Regions from separate parts of the Mus musculus genome. Here all the other regions are linked to region 1. Evidence: chromatin contacts called from public Hi-C data. All regions are on one chromosome and are shown on one strand. Each heading gives the region's core, a stretch centred on a gene start, on an enhancer-like site or on the middle of the called end of the contact. The rest is flanking DNA. Distances are from core to core; before and after follow the strand shown.

Evidence for each region. Hi-C and Micro-C count contacts between places; a contact is called where the count stands out from the background.
Region 2: a Hi-C map of cerebral cortex shows a contact between it and region 1, with 2.0 times the contacts expected there. The contact joins two enhancer-like sites. A contact is called at or near these places in 1 of 484 Hi-C or Micro-C datasets (cerebral cortex) and 2 of 115 datasets of contacts at active chromatin or transcription factors (astrocytes and embryonic stem cells).
Region 3: a contact with region 1 is called in a Hi-C map of cerebral cortex, with 14 times the contacts expected there. The contact joins two enhancer-like sites. A contact is called at or near these places in 13 of 484 Hi-C or Micro-C datasets (the AML12 cell line, the G1E-ER4 cell line, the N1E-115 cell line and 8 more) and 4 of 115 datasets of contacts at active chromatin or transcription factors (astrocytes, embryonic midbrain, embryonic stem cells and 1 more).

What each region holds. Positions count from the first base shown.
Region 1 is chr13:36,576,137-36,580,602 of GRCm38.p6, reverse strand. No RefSeq gene overlaps it. Among named protein-coding and RNA genes, the nearest start is that of Gm46409, 35 kb to the left of the region's middle. Within about 2 kb of position 2,437, at least 187 of the 459 cell types and tissues checked have an H3K27ac peak or open chromatin away from gene starts, as enhancers often do. A contact at or near this core is called in cerebral cortex and cortical neurons, where this site is marked.
Region 2 is chr13:37,422,539-37,427,004 of GRCm38.p6, reverse strand. All of the region lies in intron 1 of Gm4035 (predicted gene 4035), which reads left to right. Among named protein-coding and RNA genes, the nearest start is that of Gm4035, 10 kb to the left of the region's middle. Within about 2 kb of position 1,859, at least 9 of the 459 cell types and tissues checked have an H3K27ac peak or open chromatin away from gene starts, as enhancers often do. A contact at or near this core is called in cerebral cortex, where this site is marked.
Region 3 is chr13:36,017,950-36,022,415 of GRCm38.p6, reverse strand. The region is part of intron 2 of Lyrm4 (LYR motif containing 4); the gene reads left to right. Among named protein-coding and RNA genes, the nearest start is that of Ppp1r3g, 52 kb to the right of the region's middle. Within about 2 kb of position 2,680, at least 43 of the 459 cell types and tissues checked have an H3K27ac peak or open chromatin away from gene starts, as enhancers often do. A contact at or near this core is called in cerebral cortex and cortical neurons, where this site is marked.

The DNA of each region.
Region 1 (4,466 bases), core at 1,188-3,687:
ACACATATATGCCCTCTTATAGAATATCAACAATTTCACCTACTTGGGGGATAATCCTCTAACCTGGAATGTTACTTATAGAACATTGATAAGGAGTTATTTCAGGAGTATGGAGAACTCCAGGGTAGCTATGCTCCTAGAAAAATCTCACCTTGACATGGTGGTGACTTTATAGCTGCATACATGGAATCACAGATGAAACCCTTTCAGCTAACTGTTCACAGGGTATACGTTCTAAGGTCCCCAAGACCACAAGGCTGCAAACATTTAAGGCAGAATTACATACAAATGACTAGGAGGTGCAGGAGGGAGAGACTGGAATCTCTAACCCTTTCTTCCACAGAGAATGCCAATAGTCAACAGGCTGGATCTTGAGGGTCTCCTGTAAGCAGTCAAAGCTGCTCTGATGAGGGGACAGCTGTTATGTTAGGAGTCAGAGCACTGCAAACATGATGCACCTGGATGCAAAGGCCATACGGTGACTTATTCTATATGCTAACTAACAAAATGAATGAGAAAGAAGACAGACTAAGACCTCAGTTTTCCCCGCCAGTCTATGTCTCACACACACACACACACACACACACACACACACACACACACACACAAGCACATGCACATGCTTGCATGGTCCCCCAGCATGGATAGATCTCAAACCTAAGCCCTTTGGCATAGCATGAAAACCTATGCAGTTGCCAAAGATGGATAAACGGCTCCTGTCATGCAGTCTAGACACAAACACCACGGCAATGACTGAGCTTGTGTCAGTATTGTATCTGGGTATCTAGGGCCATACAGAGTGCCACTGGCTAGTACAGCTTAGACAACAGAAATATTTTCCTCCTTTGCAGAGGACTAGAAGTCAAGAGGCCAGAGCAGAGCCAGTTGGTTTCTCAGAGACCTCTCCCATCAGCTAGCTGACTCTGCCCATGTAACACACCTAACCACCCCACCTCCATTCCATTCCATTCCATCCCACCCCACCCCACCCCACCCCCCACACACCCCAGTGCTGCTGTGTGTCTCTAGGTCTCCTGACAGATTTGTTGAAATAGTCACATTCTGGGATCCTGAGGGTCAGAGGGAATATGATTCAGCTATGGTGTTTCCCTCACGTTCAATTAAGATAATTCTGTAGTGTTTCTCCCTCCACAGGGTAAATGAGTGGGCCTAGTCCAGTCAGTTGGGACCATTAAAAAATGCAGGGAAACCCTGCCTGCCAACTCCTGAGTAGTTCCATTAACCCTTCGCTGAGTACACAGATTTCAGAAGTGCCAGCCCCACAATAACATAACTAGTTCCCTGTGGCAAACAGACACACACACACACACACACACACACACACACACACTCGTTTTCCCTGACTTTATTTTTGTTGTGATTTGGCGAGGGGGGGCGGGGGAGGCGGTAACAAGGTCTCATTTTGTTGGTCTTGAACCCACAGCAGTCCTCCTGACTCAGCCTCTGGAAGGCTGGGATTATAGCAGACATCTGCCAGAAAGCCCTTGGCTGCCAAGTTAGTCTTATCTAGTAACGAGGGAACTGGGAATGCAGCCCTCATTCCAGAAACAATATGCCCAGCACAATTCAGAGATGGTGGTTAAAGTAACGCTAAAAAGCGGACAGGAAACGCACCCAGCCACAACACAACGATGGGCGCAGGGACCAAGTCCTGCCGCTCTGCAGTCCTTGGAAGTCCTGGGCTCTGCAGGCCGCCTCCCCAATGCAGAGAAGCCCAGCGCCACGCGTCCCCGCAGCCTCCACTGGTGAGCGCGGACTCCGCTGCCATCCTGCGGCTGTCTAAGGCTCGCTGGGCCGCGCGCAAATACCCAGAGCTCCCGGCTGGAGGCCAGGGGCGCGCGCCGGGCATCTTGGGGCGCGCACACAGAGCTGCCCGCACGGACTCCGCACCGCGTGGAGGGGCGGGAAGCCGCATCTCCTCAGGGCAGGCCGGCCAATGGGCGGTCTCGCTGATGCTGTAATGCTCCAACTCTGCCTTTCATTGGCCAGCTCTTCTCTGGGCTCTAACTAGTTAGTTTTTGGTTTTGAAGGTATTTTTTTGTTTGTTTGGTTTGGTTTGTTTGTTTTCTCTCCAGAAATTCAAATAAGAGGAGACAAAATCCAAAGCAAAACCGGGAGTCCCTGAGCCCTGATCTTGGGGACATAAGGAGACACCTCTACAGAGCCTTCTTGGCCTGACAAGGCCCAGGTATCTGCCAGGCTTTAAGGTCAGCAGACATAGAGTGGTTGTTGTTCATGTTTCTTACTGCCTGATGGGTCAGAGCCAAGGGTACTGGGACAGACTGGCAAGAGGGACGCACAGATTTGCAGGGAGCTGTGAGTGCCAAACTTGGCTGATCTCTGAACCGTTTATTGCCAGAGTGTATCATAGACCCAGTGTCCCATGGATCACACTCTAGAGAATGCTCTCGGAAGGACTGGGCTCTGCAGTCCTCAGTTCTCAGTTCAGCCGTGTAGGCCTTCAGACCAGGTTTCCCAGGCACCCCTATGTCAGAGCATAACCTGACTGTGACATAACCAAGCTGCCGTTTGTTTACCCACTCCCCAAACCCTACTTAACTGCAGGTTGGCCTTTAAACCATTACCGGTGCCTCCCATCCTCCTCTTTGCACCAGGTTTCTGGCTCAGGTGGTCAGATTCCAGCCAGCCAAGCTTTCAGAACCAGAGATGACAGGTCCTGGACACAATTCTGCCCAAAGTGACCCCTGGGAGGACCAAGAGACAGAGAAATAAGCGAGTGTGCTTGGTAGAGGACTCAAGTGATGCCAACTATGGTGACATCTCTTAAAAAGGGAATGACAGTCTGTTGAGAGGATCAAAGTAAAAGAGGAGACTTGACAGCAGTGAGGACGAGGCTGGAAGTACAAAGGCCAAGGCAGTGTGGGCTTGTTAAAGTAGCCATTGCCCAGGGAGGGGTCTGGGGATGCCTCTCATCCCAGGGCATTGCTCTGGGCTCTGAAAGTCAAACTCAGTCTCTTGGGAAGGAAATGAGTGTCCTCAGCCTTGGTCAGCATACATCCTGGCTACAGCCAGTTCTTGCTCCGTGCCCCCCTATGCCCACACTCACACCCCAGATGCAGCTTCCACCACCTCCCCACCCCCACCCCAGATGTGGCTTCCACACTCTGCTTGCAACCATTCAGGGAGCATTGTTTAGGCCAGTACCATATAACCAGAAGTCAGCAAGACCTTTAGAACCAAGCAGGAAGATGCAGCTTGCACGGGAGTGGGGCAGGGGTGTCCTTGAGGCTGGGCCACACAGGGCTAGAATGGCGAGAAGAGTCTAGAGGACAAGATGAAGCAGAGACAAGATGAAAGAGAAGGAGCATTCCTTGATGCGGTCCCAGTACCTTTGGGTATTAGGAGCCCTTCATTCTGGTCCCAGCTCCCCTATTTTTACTGGGGTGACCTTGGGCCAGTCATCTCAGCTGTGGCCTAGTTTCTTTACTTATAAAACAGTAGGGGAGGGGCTAAAATGGTTAAAGGCCCCTCCTCTTCAGCCTCAGTAGCATCCTCTTTTGGGGGAGGTCCTCTTAGCTACTACAGCTGGCACCACTGTTGAGAGGCTGGGCAGATGGCTGCAGATGACACAGTCATGCTCAGGGGTGGGGTGGGAGTGCTGACACCCAGGGATGACTCAAAGATGGTGCAGCACGAAGCCCTCTCCCTCTTCATCTTTGCATATACTGCTCGCTGAGACCCCAGGACCCAGTGACTAATGTGACTGTCTCCTTGAACGGCATCGGATGGTCCAGCAGCAGCCTCTGCAGGCTCCACCTCTCTCTCTCTCTCTCTCTCTCTCTCTCTCTCTCTCTCTCTCTCTCTCTCTCTGCTGGCAGCAGGCAGCAGAATTTAGAAGGAAAAAAAAAAAAAAACCAAACTCCTGCTTTCAGGAAGGTGAAGTCAGACTCCTGAGCCAGGACAGGAGGCCAGCGACAGAGAGGTAATTTTCCCAGAAGCAGGGAAAGGGGGTTGTGCCAAGGAAGCCCTGCTGTTCCTCCACCCCACAGACTCCAAGGAGAAGCAAGTCCCTTGCTCCCATCTGATGGCATACCCTATTTTGCAGCTGTTATCTGTGTTTAGCTAAGAATCCTTTCTTTAGAAAGAAGTCTGATGTAAAAGCAAAAACAAGACATTGTTCAATAACTATTTCTTGAAGTAAATGTGTCAAGTGCAATGGTAAGAACCAGGTACAAGTGGGTGGTCCAGACAGACCCAGCCTCTGCTTCACAGACTTTGGTTCAGGCGGGGGAGGTCTTTTGCAAGCTAGCAAATAGCTAATGAACTTTTATGATCCAGACAATGAAGAAGAAGGTGCCTCTGAAGATGCCCTTTGCTTTGCATGATCAGGGAGGCGGTTTCAGGCCAGGTAGGGATATTCCTGCTTTTAGATGGACCCCTTCAGCATGAACCTTGGGTATGTGGACAGATTGGATCCCGGAGAA
Region 2 (4,466 bases), core at 610-3,109, 850 kb before region 1:
ACATTATAACTTAAGAGAAAGCACCTAGCCTAGTGCCCTTAAAAGCAAACTGGGGACAAGTATTTTAGGATGGAATAAAAGAAATTAAGAGCTGGGGTGAACTCAGGGCAGACGCTCTCAACGTAGGAAGTATTTTACAGTGTTATCACATCCAGTGTTCGCGGGTCCTGGAGTATTTCATTTGAACCAATTCATTTGTTTACATTGTGTCGGAGACCTAGAGAAGGGGTGGGGCTTTCTCACTATTCCAAAGCTCAACTTCTCCAGTAAAGGATACCTACCCACCTGCCTGTTCCATCGAGAGCCTTATGTCTGTGCCCAGCCTCAGTTAAAGGGACCGTTACTCTTGTAAAGAATAAATCGTTCTGAGAAAAATTTAGAGAACCTGTTTGCACAATTACTTTTATTATTATAGCGTCAATGTCTGTCAACATTTCAGGATCAAAAACATTGGAGACTGATACAATAGCAGACACTTTGTTAAAAAAGAAATGGATGAGAATCGGGAAAGTCATGCCAAGTGAAAGGGGCCCATTTCCATTTCTTGGCCTCCAAGGAAAATAAATGCAGATCAAACTTGATTTTACTTAAGAAAATTAATGCAAACATTTTAGCTATAATATTTTACATTAAGATCAGACTGAGCACCAGGACCTCAATGGAGGAGTTAGGGGGAGGACTGAAGGAGCTGAACGGGTTTGCAACCACATAGGAAGAACCACACTATCAACCAACCAGACCTCCAGAGCTCCCAGGGACTAAACCTCCAACCAAAGAGTACACATGGAGGGACCCATGCCTCCAGCCGCATAGGTAACAGAGGGTGGCCTTGTCAGACATCAATGGGAGGGGAGGCTCTTGGTCCTGTGGAGGCTTGCTGCCTCAGCATAGAGGAATGCTCTAGGGCAGTGAGGCAGGAGTGGGTGGGTGGATGGGTGGGGGAGCATCCTCATATAAACAAGGAGGGCAAGGGGAGGATGGGATAAGAGTTTTTTTTGGAGAGGAAACCAGGAAGAGGTGGGGATAACATTTGAAATGTAAATAAATAAAATAATCAATAAAAAGATATAATATGTAGGACAAAAAATGTTTCGTTGTAACTTTTTCAGTGTTCTCTGGTATTAACACAATCACAGCGTTGTGTGACTGTCACTGCTGGGCATCCCCAGAACTCTTTCATCTCTGCACATTTGTCTTTCAAGGCTTTTAGGGTTGATCTACTGTGTGTGACACACAAGCATGCTTTTGCTAAGCCAAATCACCTTGGGCAAGCACAAGGCAGCCTCAAATTAGGCCTTTGTTTATGGCAGTCCCTTGTGACCTGTGCCACTGAGCATAGAGGTCACACAGTATGGAGCTCTGCCCCTCCACGTCCCTGAAAGCCTATGAGAACCAGAACTCTTCCTTTGTCCCTTCAGGACCCCATTGTTCTGTCCTGGGCGTGGTGCTCTATTGCTTCTCATGCTCTTCCACCCTAAGGCTTGCCACTGGGTATCTCTGGTCTGAGCTTTCGCATAGATTGACTAAGGCATACAAAGTCAAGGCTACCTATCTCCTTTCTTTTCTTTTTCCTTCCTTCCTTGTTTCCTTAGCACAGAAAGTCTAGGGAACGATGATACTTTGTTGCTAACAAATGCTCGTTATAAATAGTATCTACAATGCTCTCCAAAATTTTCCATTCTTGTCATATCCTTAAAATCAAATACTTGGTACATTATTCCAAATTTGTGGTTTCCTTTTCCACCCCATGGATTAGATTTGGAGCACGATACCTGGATAGGCCATAGGACCTGGGGGTGTGCTTTGGCTCAGAGTGGCACAAATCCTAGGATAGGAGGCTTAATGTCAGGAGGGGGAGGAGGGACTCTGTAACAGGAGTCCGTCTGTCTTTGAGCGGAGGGAAGCGCAGCGCCATGGGGACAGTGTGGGTGTTTCAAGTGGACTTCCAGATGGCAGTAGGGGAGAGAAAGAGGAGCTGGGGGAGCGGATGGGGGAAAGTGGGGTCCCCATTCTGCTGGGGATCCTGTTCACCAGGTATGGTGAGATCTGATGTGCTTGTGGTCTGTGGTTGCTAAGAAGATGCTTGAACAAGTGACCTTTTAAGAGTCCCAGGCCTGTGTGTGTCATGGAATGTCTTCAGGCACTCTTTCCAATTTCTACCTTTGCTATCGCTAGGACCCTATTGCCATTGTGACAGTGATTCTTTCCTAGTCTGCCCTTTCGCAACCTCTTCCCCAGGCTGCCGTTTAAGGTCTTGAATCTCCTTGAAGGCCAAGGTTCATCACCCGTGTCTTGGGAGCAACAAGACGCCCATGCTCACGTTTGGCTTATCCCCTCTCTTTTTTGTGTGACCTTCACGCTCAGGTTCATGGAACAAGCCTTGCTCTCCTATCAACGGGTCCCCCATAGAATGCTGCAGGGGCCTTAGCATCTCGCCATGACAACTGGGAAAGCCCAGGTTTTGTTCTTCAGCCTGGTACAGGGAAGATATAGTGGTTGGAACGGCTCTGACGGCTGCAGACGCGTGAGGCTGCTTGTTCATATCATGGTTGATCAGGAAGCAAAACTAGGGTAAAAAGTAGGGGCAGCAAATGCTCAAGGCATACCCACCAGTGACCTAGCTCCTCCCTCCAAGGACTGCCCCACGCCTTAACCTTTACGGGCTGGAGACCATGTGTTCAAGCCCGCGAGGCTGGATTGATACATAACTCTTTTTTCTGAAGATCAGAGAGACCAAGATACTGAAGTAAAGAACTCACTTCCTTGTCATCCAGAGACAACCAGATCATAAAGGGGAAAAGGTGATTATTTTTGACTCAATTTGGGCATTTTAGTTCATGATGAATGGTTTGAGTTGCTTTGGGCCTTTGGCGAGGAGCGCATGGTGGTGGGAGTAAATGCTAGTGTAAATCCACTGAAATTCATCAGCTGTAAAGGCAAAAGGGAGACAGCAGCTTAGAGCTCACGATCCCCCAAGCCCTTCCCCCAATGACCTAAAGACCCCCACTGCTAGGTTCTGCCTCTTAAAATCTCTACCATACCTCTCAATAGCATTAAGAACACAAAAGAACTGTATAAAAACACATTGGTCCTTGAGGGACACACATGTACCAAACTGTAGCACATATTAAGGGAAAGTTATTTTAGTGAGGAAAAATAGTTACATAGATAACATTTGAAAGCAGTAGAAAGTTCCTTTCAGTTCCAAACTTAACAACTACAAATACATGTAGAGTAGAGGGAAAATAACTCTATTTTTTAAACTCCCATAATGCTCTGCCTGCGTGATCTAGTGATGGGGAGTGTAGACAGAGGCACTGGCCTTGCTGACTGGGAAAGCCAGTTGGTTTGCATCTGAGCCATAGTGCCCCAGCTGACAGGCCGACAGGCCATCCATGATATAATGAGGCTAAGAACCTTGGCCACTTCTCAGCAGCTATTTCTGGCTGTTAAGTAATTGTTAAACTGTCAGTTGCTACATTTGGTTCTTCGCGTCTTCAAGGTGTGTCTTTATTTGTAGGGAGTAAGGTGAATTAAAATATCCGCAAGATCCTTTTGGCCTCGTTAGGTATTTCCATTTTGGGGGAAAACTTCAATTTATCTTTTGGGAAAATGTATTTTTCATATATATTTTTTGGAGAGCTCCTGGGCTCCAGCCTGTAACTATGAAACATGCTACCACCCTTGGTTTAACAAAGCTAGCCATAGCACGCTTCGATAAAACAGTGATATATGTGCGTGTCAAGCTGACAAGGGCTCAGTTGTGTTGGTCGATTTCTTTGCTGGCTTGACATAAGCTAGAGTCATCTGGGAAGGGGGAGCCTCAATTAAGAAAATGTTTCTACCGTAGAGGATTGGCCTGTAAACAAGTCTGTGGGGACATTTTCTTAATTACTGACACTGTGGGCATTCCTACCCCTGGGCAGGTGGGCCTGGGTTGTATGAACAAGCAGTTGAGTAGCAGTGCTCCTCGGTGGTCTCTGATGACTTCCTCAATGATGGGCTGTGATCCAGAAGTGTAAACCAATCAACAGTTTCCTTCCCAAGTTTCTTCTGGTCAGAGGATGTTGCTATAGCAACAGAAAGCAGCTAGGCTAGGCACTGTTCCTGAAGTATGGCTAATTCAACAGAAGAGGGATGGCCTTCCATTGTTTGGTGTCATCATGGAAGGTGATAGGAGGAAGGTGATAGGAGATGTAGGGTAGGGCATGAGGCTTTGCCTCCACCGTTGAGTGGCCATCCTGACACATGATGGTGTTGTGGCGTCCCAAGCAGTGTTCTGAGCTGGACATCATCTGAATCGTTGGAATCCCTCAAACACCCATGAGTTACCATCTTGGACTGAAGAACACTGCTGTTGAGAGGCAATATCACTTCAACAAGTGGCCCCTAGCAGGGGGAAGTCAGGCCACTGAGGTTCTGGTGACATCCCAGACCTGTACGTCACAGCTTCCCCAGGACACAAG
Region 3 (4,466 bases), core at 1,431-3,930, 560 kb after region 1:
CCTGGAGATACATATTCACCATTAATAATGAGGGCACCAATACATCAAGGAAGGGGGTCTGGCAAGTCCAGCTGTGTGACCAATGGGTTCCGTAGGGTTACTTACAGGAGCATGCATGACATCAGCAGCTACACCATGAAGAAGTCCCTGGACGGGCAACCTTACCTCTGTGCTCAGGCAGCACCCTCAATTCAGCTGGGGCAGGAAGGAGCCATAGTCAGGTGAGATCCCCTTACTTGCCCACTCCTTCCACAAGGGAATGTTAGTAGCCTTGCCATTGTAGACCCCACTATCAACTGTGATTCTGCGTATTTCATTGCCATGCCTGTAGTCAGTCCTGTGTAGGTCACCACAGCAGCTCTGTCTAACCCTGAAGAAACCACTCCACTATAGCACATAATAATCATTCGTATTTATGAGGTACAGTATGACACATACATATTCTTTCTGTGTAGTGTGTGTGTGTGTGTGTCATGTGTGTCATGTGCAGTTTTTAAAGCATGGCTGTGTCCCCTAAAGGGGGATGAAGATATTCTAAGGGTCCCAACACTAGTGCCCTCTACACTAGTTTTGTTAGCAGTTGTGTTGTAGAATTGTGCCCAGGCCATTCCCTAGGCAACTACTCTGTTCATATCAGTCAAAACTGAAGGCACAGGGCTACAGGAAGACGGACTTCCCTGGGCACATGAGAGCTTGAACGTTCTAGCACTCTGAGGGGAAAGTGGAAAGAGAGAGAGAACAGCCTAGAGCAGGTCATCAACAGCATCATGTGCCAGAGTGGGTCCATTGCAGGGGCTCCAGGACCTGGGCGCAGTACACACAGCAGGTATTTGCTGGTGGCAGTAGTGGAGCATGCAGTTGACTGTGGATCCTGTCACCCTGGACAAGACCTCAGCATTTCAGTTTTCACTGATAAAAATGAAGAGCACAGTGTCTCTTTTAGAGGATTTTTGCATGATAAATACTATACCTGGCACAGGCTATGTTTCCAGTAAAGTCTAACCCTAAGGACAGGACATAATCAAGGCAGCCTCAGCAGTGTCTGGCATTTGCTTACTAGGACTGAAGAGGGCGAGGATGCTACCACTGTGCCATTAAACTAGCAAGCAGTAAGTGATACAGGCGTGTGTGAGACGTCCTATGCTCTAGCCCAGGGAGGTGGGTAGAATACAGTGTTGGAAACACATACGCAGTAAGAGGGAATTAAAATATTTCAGTCACTGAAGTGATAATACAAAATGTATATGTTAGAGAGATTACGGTACCAAGAAAATGTAATTGTAGAGAGTTGATAATGGAGGCATAATTTCCAGGTAGAGGACCAGCCAGAGCTCTGAGTGCTGGCGGAAGGGATGATGGCCAAGGAAAGGGTGGGGGTAGGGATCATGTACATGCTGATTACGTCAGAGGTCAAGAGGGAGCTCGGGTCAGGCAGTCAATACCATGAGAGCATTGGTAATGAAGCCATGGGGATAAATGAGACCATAGCTAGTCTCATTTATTTTTATGATTATTAATAAATAATATTTAGTAAAGGCATTGGTGAGTTTCTGGTGTTCTGTAGCATTTCCTATTAGTATGCATAAGGAATGTTGGCATGAAATGAATTTTCTGCTCCTTCACAGCAATCTCTCCTGTGATTTCTTCCCCCACCTATTGCTTTTCCTGTAGATGAAGCTTTTTTTAAAAACTCTGTGGACAAGAAAGTGTTCGCTGTCACTGAGAAATACCACGGCTATCACCCTCCCTGTCACAGTGATGAAGAGCACTGGCAGGAATTAGGAAGACTCTGGGTCTTAGTTCTCACCGTTTCAGTTCTGACTCCTTGGTATATCCATGGTATATGCCATGGAATATCAAGGCATTTCATAGTCCTCAGCTTCCTCTTCTACAAAATGAGGCTAACGGGGTCGACTGTGTAGAACAGCTGTACAACCCACCTGCAGTGATGCAGTAAGAATGGTTGGCGTTCACCTGGCCTACAGAAAATGGTCAGATGTGAGCTCTTAACACTGATAGCGATAACTGCATTGTCTTTCCTCTGTGTGTGTGTGTGTGTATGTGTGTGTAATGAAATGTCATGTAAATGAAAAGCGCTTAACTATCAGTTAGCCACATGTTTGAAATAGCAGGTTGGTGTTTCCCACAGGGATGTACCTGGTCTGCCCTGATTATAGATGCTGTCTCCCTGCCAGAAAAGAGAGCCTGACTTTCTGCCTCTCGTTGTTCTAAATAAGACATTTTCCTTCTCTGGGAGCCTTTCCCTGGAGCTGAGGCACGGCATTGGCCTTGTGGCCTGCACTAGCACTGTGACCACCACACAATCACATCATGCCAGGCACCAGGCTGACTGGTACACACCAGCGCCCAGGCAGATCCCTGCTCCTGCATTTACATAGCTCTAACTCTGTTGTTTGGAACAATTCGATTTCCCAGCTCCTGTGGCTGTGGGTAGCTGGGGTTCTCTGGAAAAGATGGAGAAAATCATGAAGTAGTTTATTTGGCATGAGTCTCCAAAACATAACCACTTTTCCTTGTGGAAACTGAGTCAGGCATTTCCTCTCCCAAGGCTAGGGTGTGACGTGTGCTGAGAAGGAAACAACCGGCTATGCCTCAAGGAAATGCCTGACAGGCATTTGCTTTCCTCGCACGTCCTCCCTCAGTGGGTAAGCTGCTCTGAGGATGCGGTCACATCAAATCTCTCTCCCTGCTCTAAGCATTTCTTTTTCTGGGGTGTGGAGCAGCTCTTCAGGGAAGAAAAGCAATTTGATGTCAGGGGCTCCTTTGAGCCTTGGGAATTAGGCCTCAGAACCTTGGAATTGGAGCTCAGCTGCTGCTAGAAAATACACTGTGAATGTTTTATTCAGTAATGCATATATAACATTGAGCAGAATCCAAATACATAAATCACTTATACAATAGCTGTTAAGAGCTACCTGCCAGCATTTCAGAACGCACTGCTGGACTCACTTCCAAGGTCCTTTACTGCCATCTGCTGGCCAAAAGTTTGTTTTATGTTGGTGAATTCTTTAGTAATTCTTCATAAATCAGGATTTTCTGAGGCAAAAATTTCCCCCAATAAATGGACAACTGCCTTGTTTTTTGTTTTTTAAGATTGCAGACACCATAGCACTCTAGAAGTATGACAGAGGCAGTTTCTCCTTTCTGGCTTGATTCTCACTGTGTGCTTTTCTGAGCCGCCTAGACCAAGGCCCCATCAGCCTGCATCTCAAGATCAAAGCTATGCTCAAAGTATCTTTAAAATGGGTCCTGCTGTTGTTACAGTCAGCCTTTCAATAATGTTGGCCTACTACCACCAATATATTACATCAATGAGATCAGAATCCTGAACATCACCAGCAAAACCTACTTAAACCAGCCCCCAAAAGTCTGCTTGAAGTGTAAGTTCTAGACCCTTCAGTGTAGGCACTGAAGGCCTTAGTGCACTAACAGATGTCTTTTGAGTCTCTTGAAGTCTGTCAGTGTGAACATGAAGTGGGAACATGCTGGTCTTTTCTGCCCTGAAACAATGCGTGGGGCATCTCAGCTCCTTGGAGGTCCATGAAATGCTGAGCAGGAAATACCTAGAATGAGTAGACCATGGTGAACCATGCAGAACAGGATCAGGGGGTGCTGTAGAAGATAGCACTGACCTGCAGACTGTGAGATATGGGGGCTGGGGAGGGCAAGATGCCTAGGGACTCTATAGTGAATAAAGACTGTGTAAAACAGAAGATGACTGAACTGCTATTGTGTAGTATACCCTTAAAATCTGGGTGTGGCTATAGTCCCAAAGAGGTGTAACACTATCTTTTGATACAAAGAATGTTATTTTTCAAATTTAAAGGAGAAAACGTTTAAACGTGGCTTTTTATTTTCTCCATAAACAGTTGAAGAAAGTGTGGAATGGAAGAGTAGTAGAAGTTAAAATAACAAATGTAAGGTAGACTCTTATCTCAAGGATCGTGAATACCCATTATTGTTGTATAATAAACAACCTGTCTGATGGTGGATTGCAGTAAGAATCTTCATTTTATACCATACTCTACTTCTCCAGGTCAGAAATCCAAACATGGCTGAAATACAAATACAATGATCAGGGACCCAAAAGCTGAGCCCCAAGTCCTCTTATTCAATTGTCAGACAACTGGTGCTGGCTGGCAGCTGGGGGCCAGGCCAGGGATTTCAGCCAGACCACAAGTGGGAGCTCTCCCTGTAGCCTGGGATTCCTCATAGCATGGCAGCTTCCCAGGTCTAGAATTCTAAGAATGAGCCAGGCAGAAGTCACATTACTTCTAGTGCCGTGCAATATTTCTTCTGCTGTCGTTGGGGTGTAAGGGTCAGAGTCACAGAACCTTCCAGGCACAGTAATAGTGTCTCCATGAAGATTTAAGTCACACTGGAAGAGGGACATTCAGGGCACAAGTCTGTCCTTGGAAACAACCACCGACAAGGTTTGTTTTGCA